2 separate regions of the Gossypium hirsutum genome follow, and region 1 is linked to region 2. Evidence: chromatin contacts called from public Hi-C data. All regions are on one chromosome and are shown on one strand. The core of a region is the stretch at or near the end of the contact, and the rest is flanking DNA. Distances in the headings are between cores, read along the strand shown. Region 1 has its middle 17 kb from the start of LOC107903785. Region 2 holds the start of LOC107903786.

Region 1 (6,589 bases), core at 2,183-4,682, 150 kb after region 2:
ATTTTTTAGTTAAAGGATAAACACTACCACTAGGTTGTGGGAACACAGCAAAATATCGTAGATAAAATTTGACACTAGGCTGTAAATGCAAAACATTATTGCAGGTAAAAGCTATTGATAAGTTGTGGATGTACACTAAATTTGTATTTAAAGGATAAACACTGCCACTATGCTATGGGTACACAGCAAAATGAGTAAATAAACTAACAATAATTCCTCCGTACACATTGTCTCACCCCAAGCAATGCAATATGGTAAGCACAAATGGATCAATATGGTAGAATTTAATTATGCTTTCAATAGAATAATACGATAAAAATCAATATGCTTATAACAAATCAACTCAGTAGAAATTAGTCATGCTTATTAAGTGTTTGGCTTAACAGTAACAAAAGGCATGTTGTATGTGCAATCACAAATTTAAATACTATAACCATATGTACTGTCCATAGTTCATACAAATATGTATATAAGTACTATTATTAATTCAATCAATTATGGATTCTAACATAAATTATACTATCAAGGACTTAATTGAACAAAATTAAACATTAAAACTGTTCGGGATTCAATTAGGAACTAAACTTGAACAAATAATAAACTTTAGGGTCAAAATTGTAAAGTTTGAAAAAATAAGGGCAAAACTATAGAATCTAAAAATTAGGGGAAAATTGTAAAATTTGAGAAACCGAGGTAAAATTATAAAATTTAAAAAATAGGAGGAAAACTATAAAATCTAAGAAACGAAGGCAAATTTGTAAAATTTGAAAAATAGGGGTAAAATGTTAAATCTAAAAAATAAGGGAAATTTGTAAATTTTAATTAAATAAGGGAAAAATGTAAAATCTAAAAAAATAAGGGACACACAATCGTATGGACGGACCGTGTGGAAAGCCCTAGACCGTGTAAAGGACTACATGATCATGTGGTTGGGTCGTGTAACAGACTGAGGCCATGTGAGAATTGAAAAAACTAAGGTTTCAAGAGAACATGGTAGTGTGAGGGGTCGTGTGGTCCACATGGATGGCCCTCACGCTCATATGGCAACCCGTGTGGCCTTAATCCTAGGCACAGTTTGTCCCGATTCGCTTGTAAAAGAACTAGATGCTGAGGATGTAACTACTACAAAGAATCTTGAAAAAAGAAACAATTACCATGGATGTAAAGATGATGTTTCCTTGGATGAGATGAATGTCTTGGCTATATGATCGCAATCGTCAAAGACAAACCAAGATATTTCCACATTTTCAATAATGAGAAGAAAAAAAGATTCCTGATGGAAGTGAACAAATTTCTACTTCATTTACTAATTTTGCCACATTGTTAGGGGAAAACATACGAACTGTTGGCCTTGAATATAGTAGGAGCATTGCGTCCAAAGTGCTAATTCAAGGGAAGTCAGAAATGTTCGTTCAAGAAAGTGCTAAAAAATTATATTTGGCCTTATGTGAAGTAGAAGGCTTAATTGAGGATGAGCACTTTCGTGCGTTGAGCAAAATTTCAGACCATCCAATGTAAATGCTTGTTTTCTTTTGTCTACCTTCTTCTATGCGATTGGAATGGGTGAAAAGATTTATTTCTGACCATTAAAAATCATGGTTGTGTTGGTGATATTTTGGTAACTTTTTGTATATGTAATATTGAGATGGTATAATAACATGATAGAATGTCACAGACTATTGTAACTTTTTGATGTTGTAAAGTTTAACATATAGATTATGGCATATAAGTTAACGACTTCGTGTAATGTTTTGTTAATGTATAAACATTATATTTGGATGTAAAATATAATTGTCAAGCTATTTATTACTTCTAATCTTTTTTTCTTTTTAGTTTAGAAGATAAATAAATTATTTGTTTCACTAATGATATTTATCACATTAAATATGCATTGCAGTTTAAAAATAATAAAGTAGGTTATATATTATTTTTCTAATATTATATATTATGATTTTTATTAATTTATATTTTAATAATAATTATATTAAGAATGTTATTAAATTATATATTTTTTAAATAGTATTTAATAATAATTATGTTAAAATATAATTAAAATATTTATTTTTTAAAATTATATTTAATAATAATCCTATTAAAATTTAATAATAATAACAATAATCATTTATCTAAAAAAATTCTGCTATTTATTAAAATGTATCAAATTTAAAAATAGCTTTGCAAACTCTCTAGAAAATGAGGAAGGAAGTGTTCTACATCTCCCTGTAGAAGACCGTAATACCAAAAAGGTGAGTTTCAAATACAATGGAGGTGACGTGGTGTGTGAATCGAACATGGTAGTGGATCGGGATCGACCTATGGGTGTGTCTGAGAGAGATAAGGTACTAAGGAAAGGCAAGTTTATGGTAAGAAGATGTCGAGCTTGGTTGTTTTAGAAGATAATGAGGATCTGGAATTCTTGGAGGATGATGTTATAAAGTCAACCATCAATGGAATCTCGTCGATTAATTTCTCTAATCGTATCAAGTATATTTTGGTCAACTTACGGTGATGGTGAACTTTCTAGGACGAAATATCAAATATAAAACACTGCACAATCGGGTTAGTAGTTTGTGGAGACCTGCTAGATTATTTAGAATCATGGACATTAAAAATGGATAATTTTTTGCGAAATTCCAGTGTGCGGTCTTAGGGTCCATGGATCGTCTATGGCCAGTACTTGACCATCAAACCATGGACGATTAACTTCAACCCACTTCAAACTTACCTGAGCATGGTGTTGGTCTGGGTCAGATTGCCTGGTCTTCCTAGACACTTGTATAAGAAAAAAAATCCTTGGGGAAATAGGGGGTTGATTGGAAGAGTCACTAAACTAGACCTTAATATTGTTAGTAGATCTAAAGGTAAATTTGCCCGAATGCCATTATATGTTAACATCGACAAACCTCTAGTATCTTAGATTCGGGTCAATGGTGAGATCCAAAAGGTAGAGTATGAATCCTTACCATCCATCTGCATTACATGTGGTCGATATGGCCATGTGAAGGACTTGTGTCCTCTAAAAAACTAAAATCAGAGTCAGAGGGAGAAAGATCCGATGGTAGTCTCCTCGATTCCAAACACTGACAAATCAAAGGAACCAGGGGTTTTCAATCCATGGATGCAGGTTCAAAGGAAATCTCGGCATAACCTAAGGGATAATCAAAATCAAAATACGAATAATGTATGGAAAATAAAGCCAGGTTTGAAACTTTTGGCGCTTATGGGGTTAAATAAAAATAAAGAGGAAGGGGCTGAAATTACAATGGTTGGCTCGAATAGTGTCAAAGAGAGTCTAGGTTTTGTTTTGGGGGATAATCAAGGGAATATGAAGGGTCAAAAGTGAAAGCAGCGGTCCAATAACCAGAGAAGATGCTAGAGTGTCAGATTTTGGACAAGATTATGGGGCCTTACCCGATATCAGGAATGGGTTGACTATTTTGGGCAGAAATATGATGGACAAGGCATTGGGGAAGAGACCAATCTAAGTAGATGGATTGACTAATAGTGGGTTGCTCAATAATTCAACTACGGTTGATAAAATTAATAAGACCCATACGGGTGACTTTTCCCTCAAATCTCAAAAGAGCAATGACAATTTGGGCAATGTCATGCTTTCTAATTTTGATTCGAGTGATACTACTTTTAATTTGGATAAAAATAATTTTAATTTTCTTACTGATGAGTTCCCTATAAGCTTGATCTCTTGCTTCAATCATATATTTGAGGATTAGCCTGAGAGAACTATGATTCTAAGTCCAGATGTTTTGAACCTAGGAAAACATTTTGTTGTAACATACGGGGGAAAAAGGTGACCTTAACATAAGTTTTAATTCAGTAAGTGTTAATTTTGCATAAGGCAGTCAGCTTAAACATGGGATTAAAAGTTGTGCCTTTGGCGTTAAAACTGAGAATGGTCAGAATGGAAAAAAGCTCAACAAGGTTATTAGAGAACGAGGAAATCTCTTTAAGGTTGCGGGTGCTTCGAGTGTTCCTCTAGCAGATATAATGGATTCCATGGTGAAATTATTAAGTACTTAGTTGGGAAATGAAGTATGCAAGGATTATTCGGGCTCAGAAATATTATAGACCAAGAATTTGGAATTGTCCGAAAAGTGAAAGGTTAGCCTTCTTTTTTTCTAATTATATCTATGAATTTATCAATTTTTACTTGGAATTGTCAAGGTTGTGCCAATGTTGAATTTCCTCATATCTTTCAAGAGTATAACTTGGAGTTCAAGCCTGATATTGTTGGTTTATTTGAAACACATGTTAGCACTATCAAAGCAGACAAAATCATAGCTATGTTGGGTTTTTAGTACACCAAGTGGAGGCTGATAGTTTTTCTAAAGGTATTTGGATTGGTTGGAAAGAGTCTATTAGAGTAGAGGTAGTTTCTAATCATTCTCATTTCATTCTTGTTCGGGTTTTCGTTTGTGTGCATGCTAAACTTCTTTATGTCGCATTTTTATGGTAGTCCTGATGGCCAAAAGCGTAATAAGCTTTGGGAGGCACTAAAATTGACTATTTCAGACAGTAATGTTCCTTAGATTGCCATCAAAGATTTTAATGCTTTGTTATCCTCTAACAATAAAATTGGCGGAAAATCTTGTGGGAGAAGATGTCCACTCTTTTTTGAACTTTAGGATTTGGGTTTTAAAGGACCTTAATTCACTTGGCATAAAGGAGGGATATTTGACCGTTTCAATAGAGCAATTGGTAATGGTACTTGGATTAATGTTTTTCCTAATTGTACAATAACTCATTTTTTGAGAAAAGAATTAGATCATCGGTCACTCTTTCTTTCTTTAAAATCGAAACGTATTATGCTCAAAGGTTGGCCATTTAGATTCTTGGCTGGTTGAGTTAAACACTTGAATTTTACCGAGTTTGTCAAAAATAATTGGGATTTTCATGGTGCAGTCTTTTGAGTAGGTTACATCAAATATCAAATCATGGAACAAGTTTATGTACAATCACATTAGTGTTCGTAAAAAACAATTTTTTTGGAAGCTTTTAGTATTCAAAAAGTGCTGGAAAACATGGCTTCTGACCGCTTAGTGCATTTGGAAATGAAGGTGAGAGAGGGGTTAGAAGTTGTTCTCCACCATGAGGAATTATTATGAAAAAAAAAAGCTAGATATGAATGGTTGTGCTTAGGAGATCATAATACCACCTTTTTCTATAGACGCTTACAGAGAAAGAAGCATAATAGGATATCTACCTTGAAAAATGAAGATGGCGGGTGGCTATTTAAAGAAGCTAGTCTCTAGTTGGAGGCAATTAGTTTCTTTCAGAAATTGTATGGGTAGCATCCTATTGGTATGAACAACTTACGAGTTTGTAATTTTCTAGGGCTTGAACATAATGATCTCATCCTTTTAGGTAAAGAGGTTTCAACGGATGAGATCAAAACCGTACTGTTTGACATGTCTCCGTTGAAAGCATCACAAAGTGACGGTTTCTATGTTCTTTTCTTCCAGAGTCAGTGGGATGTGGTTGGTGAAGTAGTTTGTAAGTAGGTTCAAAAGGTATTCGCTGAACAAGCTATCACTTCAGAATTTTTCCTTATCCTTAAAATGTTTAGCCCTAAGAAATTTTTCCATTTTCGACCTATTAGCCTATGCACGATTCTTTACAAATTGGTTATGAAGGTGATAGCAAATTGCTTCAGAGTTGTCTTCCCAAAAATCATTACTCTTAAGCAGGCTGGATTTATTGCAGGTAGGAACATCATGGATAATGTTATTATTGCCCAAGAAGTAATCAATTCTATGAAAAGTAAACAGAAGAGTAAGAAGTGGATGACCATTAAAATAAAATAGTAGGGACTTTATTAATACTTCTTTGAAAGCTACAAGTATTCCTGATTTTTTTCGCGATGCTATTATGTCTGCTATTACGGGTTCTTCTTTGCAGGTATTGTGGAATGAAGTCCCAACATAGAAGTTTCGACTGGTAAAGGGAATTAGACAAGAGTACCCGTTATCACTATATCTTTTTGTCCTTTATATAGAGTGGCTTGGACATAATATCCGATCAATGATTAATTATGTCTTATTGAAACCCATTCATCTATCTCGGTCAAGACTAGAGCTGTCTCATTTATTTTTCGTTGATGATCTGGTTATTTTGGGTCATGTGAATATTGATCAAGGTAGAATAATACTGTCTTGGAGGAGTTTTGTGATTTTTCTAGCCCTAAAATTAATGCGAGAAAGACAAATTTATTATTCTCTAATGTTGATGATAATTTAAAGGAATGAATTGGGAATATCCTCAGTTTTCAAATTGTATCAAACTTTGGTACATACTTGGGATTGCCCCTGTTTTATAAGAAGATAACTAACAGCTCCCTCAGGTTTGTTGTTGATAAGGTTTGAAGAAAGCTACTTTGTTGGGATGCCAGAAAATTATCATTAGCTGGTAGAGTTACGTTACCTCGATCGGTGTTGCTTTCGATCCCTAGTTATTTCATGTAATACATAATTATTCTTATAGAGGTGTGTGAAAAGATTGAGTGTATGGTCAAAAAATTTATTTAGGGATTCTTGAGTGATGGGAAGAAGATGGCATTGGTGAGCTGAAAGTC
Region 2 (6,652 bases), core at 3,086-5,585:
AGAAGAGAACAAAGTTTTGCAAAAAGAGAAAACTAACAGAACAATTCTGATAACCCCCCATCTCAACTCCCTTTACTTTTCTCCATCCAACACCCCACTACTTAGAGTCCAACCACAGTACAACTCTAGCCGAGAACTAGACAAAAAATAATACTATCCCTTACCGAGGTAGAGAATCGAACACAGGACCTCCAACATTTCAACACTCCACTTAACCACCAGACCAACAGGCCCATTCAGATATAAAATTACCAGTAATTTAATATAAGCCTGCTGACTAGTAGTTAAGGCTTAATTCAGGAAAAAGCCAACATTTGCCACAGCTAGGCCTTGAACCAAGGATCTTTCACACACACCCAGAACACTTAACCACTGAAGCAAATACACAATTGTGTCAATTTTTCACAAAAACAAAAGCGTAAAACTTGGGGCGTTACAACCAGACTAGTTGTCAGCTTCGTTTTTACAATTGTTATTGTCGAGGTAAGTTTGTAACTTGATTAAATCAATTAGTTGTTGTTTCGATTGTTTAATATATAATTGTTTATATATGAATTGAGTTCGTTGGCTTGAAGGAAATGATTAAGACCATAGTTGAAAAACCCTATGGCACCATACCAAAAACGAGTAAGACTATAACTGAAAGACGTTATGGCATCACGATTCTATCAAGTAAGACCATAACTGAAAAACACAATGCCATCACGAATCAAATGAATAAGACCATAGTTGAAAGACACTATAGTGACATGACGGAAAATGAATAAGACCATAGTTGAAAGACACTATAGAAACATGATGGAAAATGAATAAGCCCATGGTTGAAAGATGCCATGGCACCCTCCAGTTATTTGCTGTTCAAGTAACACGTTTCAAGTGAGGTATGTATCATAAGTATGAATATGAGTTGAACATTTGATTAGTATAGTTTGATAATGAATGTTAATGCTTTGGTGTGATTATATACTTTATTTGTCTATAAATATCTTAAATTATGATGTTGAACTTTGTTTAGGGAATTAAATAGTTATATGAGTATTTTCCAAGTATTCGATGTTATTTCATTTGATTCCACGGACGATTTAATTTTTAATAAATGGATGCATATATGAAAAGAACTACGTTATGGAAACATGAAATGGAAAAGGTTGGTATATGAATATGAAATGAAAACAAATTGAGTAATAGATTGAGAAATTATGTTTGAACTTCATATTGATATGTTTCATGTTCAATTTATTGGATATGCTCTTTAATACACCTATTAACCTTGTGGTGTGTTGTGAATTGGAAGGAAAAATATACATAATTATAAATGAGTAACGTTTTAATGATTTAATCATTTATGTTTGGTAAGTTAAGTTTCCTTTATACAAGCTTACTAAGTACTAGTTACTTACGTAGTTGTTTTTCTTGTCTTGTAGATTGTTGAAAAGCTCAATTGTTGGAATCAAGTCGGAGTACATTCACACTATCCATACTTTATCTCGGTAGAAGATTTCGATATATTGATGTCAGGTTATAAATGGTATGAACTAAGAGCCCTTAAGTTATTTTGTTTATGGTGATGTTGTTTATAAGTTAGTTTGAGTAAGCTTTGTGGATATAAATGTTTAATATTTCTGGTGTATGTTTGAAACTTGATGTGCTTTTGGTCATTAGCTAAATACCTTCAGTGATTAGCTTGATATATAGTAAACATATGTGATGAAGTGGAGACTTTGATAATTTCTTGTAAGTATTGAGTATGGACTTGTTTGGATGTATAGAATGTGGTACCAATGAGGGTACATTGGTTAGGCACTTAGGATGGCTGTTTTGGCTTGTTTTGAGTAGGTTTAATCATGTTTTCAGTAGGTTAAATGAGTGGTGAGTTGGTTTCTTAATGTCCAAGCAAATGCAAATTGTTAAACTTGAGTTTTAAGGTACATGAAGGTACACACGGCCTGGGACACTGTTTGTCACACAGTTGTGTGTCACACACAGGCAACACTTATGGGCATGTGCCCTGAACGTGTTGAAAAATTATATAGAAGCAATTTCCGCACGGCTTGCGACACGGCAGTATAAGATTAATTCGAGAGGTATACGGCCCAAGCACACAGGCATGTGAAATAGCACACGAGTGTGTAGGATAGCCACACGCCCATGTCAAGAACTACACGGCCGTGTGACCCAAGTCAATGAGTTAGACAAGCAGAGACACGGGCTAAGACATGACCATGTGTCTCAACTTCGAAAGTCACACGGTCTAGGATGTTTCATATGGCCTGGCCACACGGTCGTGTGTCCCTTATTACTAGGTATTTTTGAAATTTGCCCTAAACTTTCAAAATTATTTCAAATTAGCCCCTGTTTGTTCTTAGAATATTTTTAGAGTCCTATAAACTCGTATTTAGGACTATATGAGTATTTTTACTGTGATTTTGAATGAAATAGCAAACCTAAGCTAGGTGAAGTAGGTCGTTCTACTAATATCATCAAAGGTAGTAGTTGTTGGAGTATGGTTCAATACTCTTATTATGCATCCAACTTCTAGCTTTCTAAAGAGGATAAATAATGATAAGAGTGTATACAGTGGAAGACCAAATTTAGCATTGCATACTATGATACATTATTCAATTATATAAGACATTACATTATTCAATTATATAAGAAATTAATATGAAAGTATTAAATTGGCATGATCTACCCATGTATAATATAATGTTCATTGTTAACTTACAAAAATGCTTATGATATAATTAAATGTTCTTATTGGTTGTAATGCTCGTGACCCTAATTTGAGGACGGAGAGGGGTTAAGGGTGTTACATGTTTATTATTTTCTTTTATTCCCCTTTTAACATAAAATCTAAAGAGGCCTCTTATCAATTAGTCCAAAAAGTTTTTTCTACCAAAAATTATTTTTGTAACAAAGTTTATTCCAACCGGAAATACTGTAGCAAATACCCATTTTCGTAATTAATCTTTTTTTATATGTTTTTTTGTAATTAATTATTTTTTATGCTATTTAGGTAAAAAACCCTAAAATAATATGAGGACAAACCAAAAATCATGAGCGTATACCAAAAAACATTAGAGTATACCAAAACATATGAGAGGCTACTTGAAAACATAACGAGGTACCTATGAGAAGATATAAAAAATTTGAGATTATACCAAAAAACATGAGGATTACCAAAAAGTATGAGCAAATACCAAAATTGTGAGGGATTACCATAAAAACATGAAGAAATACTAAAAAATTGATGGGTAACTAGAAAACATGAGGGAATACAAAAAAAAATATGAGGATATACCAAAACTTGAGATATACTAATTTTCGGTTCATATTAAAATTTTGTTAATTTATTTTAATTTTAATTTTTAAAAATTATTATTAATTTAATCTATCCATTTCAATATTTTAACATAGAATTATATCTTTTACAAAATTTTAATTTTGAAACCATACCAACAAATATGAAGGTATATAGAAAAAAGAGGGATTGCAAAAATATCTAAGAGAGTACCGATAAACATGGGATTAATATATAAGAGAGTATCGATTTTTAATTTAAAAAATTATGAAATAATATCAAATTTTATGAGGAAGTATTAAAATATATAAGAAATTACCAAAAGTTTGTTGAGAAATGCCAAAAAGTATAAGATAGTATTAGAGGTGTTCATGAGTCGGGTTCGGGTCCAATTAAAATTTAGGCTTGAGTCCGACTTGAAAAATGGGCTTAAAATTTTATTCAAGTTCGACTTGGAGAAAAATGTTAAAATCTAGGTCCGACTCGGCTCATATTAAGTTTTTTATATTTTTATATAATTTTTTAAAAATATAATACATCAAAAATACTAAAAATAATAAAATAAATATTTCCCAACAAATTGAAAATAAATTTTAAAAAATATGCATGCTTAAATAATAAGATATGTATAACTTAACAAGTAAATGTCTCTAAAATAGTAACAAAATTAACAATAAAATAATAGTTATACAATAATAACAAAATAAGAAAATAGTAGAAAATAATAGTGAAATAGTAGTAAAATAGTAAAAAATAAGAAAATAACAAAAAAAGAGTAAAAAAATGATATTCAAGCTGGGCAGAGTCAAAAAAGTTTTATCTAAAGCCAGACCCGTTTTCTAAATAAGTTTTAATTTTTTACTTAAATCTATTTTTTGATTTTATATTTTTATCTAAATCTTCTTATTTTTTTTGTATGATTTTTGAATTGAGCGAGGTAACCCAATAATGAATAGGCTTAGATAGTATCAAGGAGAAAATAAAAAAATTTATGGTAGTATATTTATTTTTAACTTGTAACTTGATGAAGGGCTAAAAGTTGATCTTAAGGCTGTGTTGTTTTAGTTGTTGTTGTTTTTTTTTTTTCTTTTTTTTTTTCAGAGCTCACAGCAGAACTGCCCAAAAAACATGGTGCGCGCGATAGGCATGAATTAAAAGACGTATTTTTGGCCGAACCCCAAAACTATCTTCATTATTATCTCTATGTTCTCTACTCCTTTTTCTACTTAAAAATACATAAAATAATTAGTAAAATAACATAATAAACAACAAATCACCCAAAGGCCAAAACCTTCCCATCCCAGACCAAATTTTGATGTAAGAACATCATTCATTCTTTTTTAGTAAGAACATCCCATCTCTCCTTTTTTTTTGTTTATTTTATTTTATTGCAATCTATTTCCTTTTATCTTTATGTTCGATCATTTTCTTCTGGCTTGTCTTCGTACATGTTTTTATTTCTTTTTTTTTTCTGGAAAAATCGGAACTTTTGTATGAAATGTTCCTATTTTGTTGGTGGGTTTTGATGGTTTTGGGTTTTTTTTTTCAGTTCATATCGTATTTTAGATATGATTTAATCATATTTTAGGGTTTTTTTGGGTTATTGTGGTTCATTGGTTTGTTTGGAAGTAAGTTTCTTTTATGATTTCTGGGAATATTTGTTCTAAATTCCATTTCTTTTTAGGGTTTCTCTGGGGTCTTCTATTATATTTTAGGTTTTTTAAGGCGGTTTGTTTGGAAGTAGGTTTAGTAAATCCTGTGAATATTTGCTTCTATGATAAAAGAAAAGTAATGTTTGCTAGTCTGCTTGTAAGTTTATTTCCATGATTTTAGGAATACCCTTTTCTCCAATTAGTATATTGTCTTTAGGTTTCCAATGATTTTTATTCATTTTTGTTTCTGAGAAAGGAAAACATAAGAAAATAACAGCAATAATTTGATAATTTCACAGTTGAATGCAAATATAGCATGTCCCGTTTGCAACTGGGGGATTTCTATTACATGGCTGAAGATATCATTGATGATATGGATGAAGACGACTATGGTAGAGCTGGTGGAGACATGGATGCCCATGAATATGACATGGTTTGTTTTTCATTTTGGTTATATGTATTTATTTGTATATTTTTGTTAGTTTTAGTTTATTTTAGAATTAATGATGAAATTAATCACTTTCAAGCTATAATTTGACCATTTGACCATTTGAGCAGCTGACCAAGGTGACTGATACATCTTCTGGTCAAGCACGGAAGGGGAAGGACATTCAGGGAATTCCATGGGAAAGATTGAACATAACCAGGGAAGATTATAGATTGACAAGGCTTGAACAGTATAAGAATTATGAGAATATCCCGGCCTCTGGTGATGCTGTTGACAAGGTTTGTTTCTTCTACGATCTCTAAACAAGATAGTTTGTCCTAAAGAGACTATCATTTGAGTTGTATTTAATTGGTAATTTTTTTATAGGAATGCAAACAGATGGAAAAAGGTGGGAACTACTATGAGTTCTTCCACAACACTAGATTAGTTAAGCCGACAATCCTCCATTTTCAGGTTTGTTGGTTAGAAAGTGTGTTATTATTTTGTTATTTTCATTTATATTTTCCATCTGAAGATGTTGATTTTGGTGTCAAAGTATGTTGTTATTGGATTTGTTTTTCCTTTTAGAAGGTGATATATCTTTAATGTGTTTAATCATTCGAAGACTAATCTTCTCATCATTTGTCTTGGTTCAGTTGTGTGCTCAGGCAATTATAAATGTACCCGATTTTGTTCTTTGGTATTGAGCGTGTTACTCAGTATTGTCATTCCTCATGTATGGATTGTCATATTTACACCTTTGAACCTGTAACTCTGTGTGTGTGCATGCTCACATGTCAGGGTGTTCGTTTTAAGTTTTATTTTCTAGGTCTCATTTTTTCTCTCCAGACATCCACATTATTTTTGTCATTGTACAGGTAATAGCTCTGCAGTAAAAAGTCCAAGTTAGTCCAAGATTTGGCTTAGAAGTTTAATACATACTGCAATTGTTGAATTCACTATACAAAGAGGACCTTATAAAAACTATTGATAACAGGACAACAATACATATATTTCTGTGTCCATTCATTGTTTGGTAAAATGATTCTTGAAGCCGGCAATTACTAATTTGAGATTAAAGGCTTAGGTATATATATGTGTATATATGGATATATGTGTTTTAGTGCGTGGACACATATAGGTGCATCTATGGATGCATCAGTTTTTAAATACTGTTCAAACTTCTGAATTTTGATTATTGACAAGTTTTTAAGGTTTGCTTTTCTTATTGAGGGAAAATTTTAAAGTTGCTAAGATCGACCTAACATAGTT

What was found. Hi-C and Micro-C count contacts between places; a contact is called where the count stands out from the background.
Region 1: a Hi-C map of hypocotyl shows a contact between it and region 2, with 4 times the contacts expected there. The contact joins the enhancer-like site here to the promoter of LOC107903786 in region 2. A contact is called at or near these places in 16 of 34 Hi-C or Micro-C datasets (anther, callus, fibers and 3 more).

The regions. Positions count from the first base shown.
Region 1 is chrA10:76,646,504-76,653,092 of Gossypium_hirsutum_v2.1, forward strand. No RefSeq gene overlaps it. Among protein-coding and RNA genes, the nearest start is that of LOC107903785, 17 kb to the right of the region's middle. Within about 2 kb of position 3,433, at least 7 of the 9 cell types and tissues checked have an H3K27ac peak or open chromatin away from gene starts, as enhancers often do. A contact at or near this core is called in fibers, hypocotyl and leaf, where this site is marked.
Region 2 is chrA10:76,494,009-76,500,660 of Gossypium_hirsutum_v2.1, forward strand. LOC107903786 reads left to right here and starts at 4,336. Exons shown (of 11, transcript XM_041079190.1): 1 at 4,336-4,618; 2 at 5,253-5,386; 3 at 5,512-5,679; 4 at 5,768-5,854. The coding sequence starts at 5,270.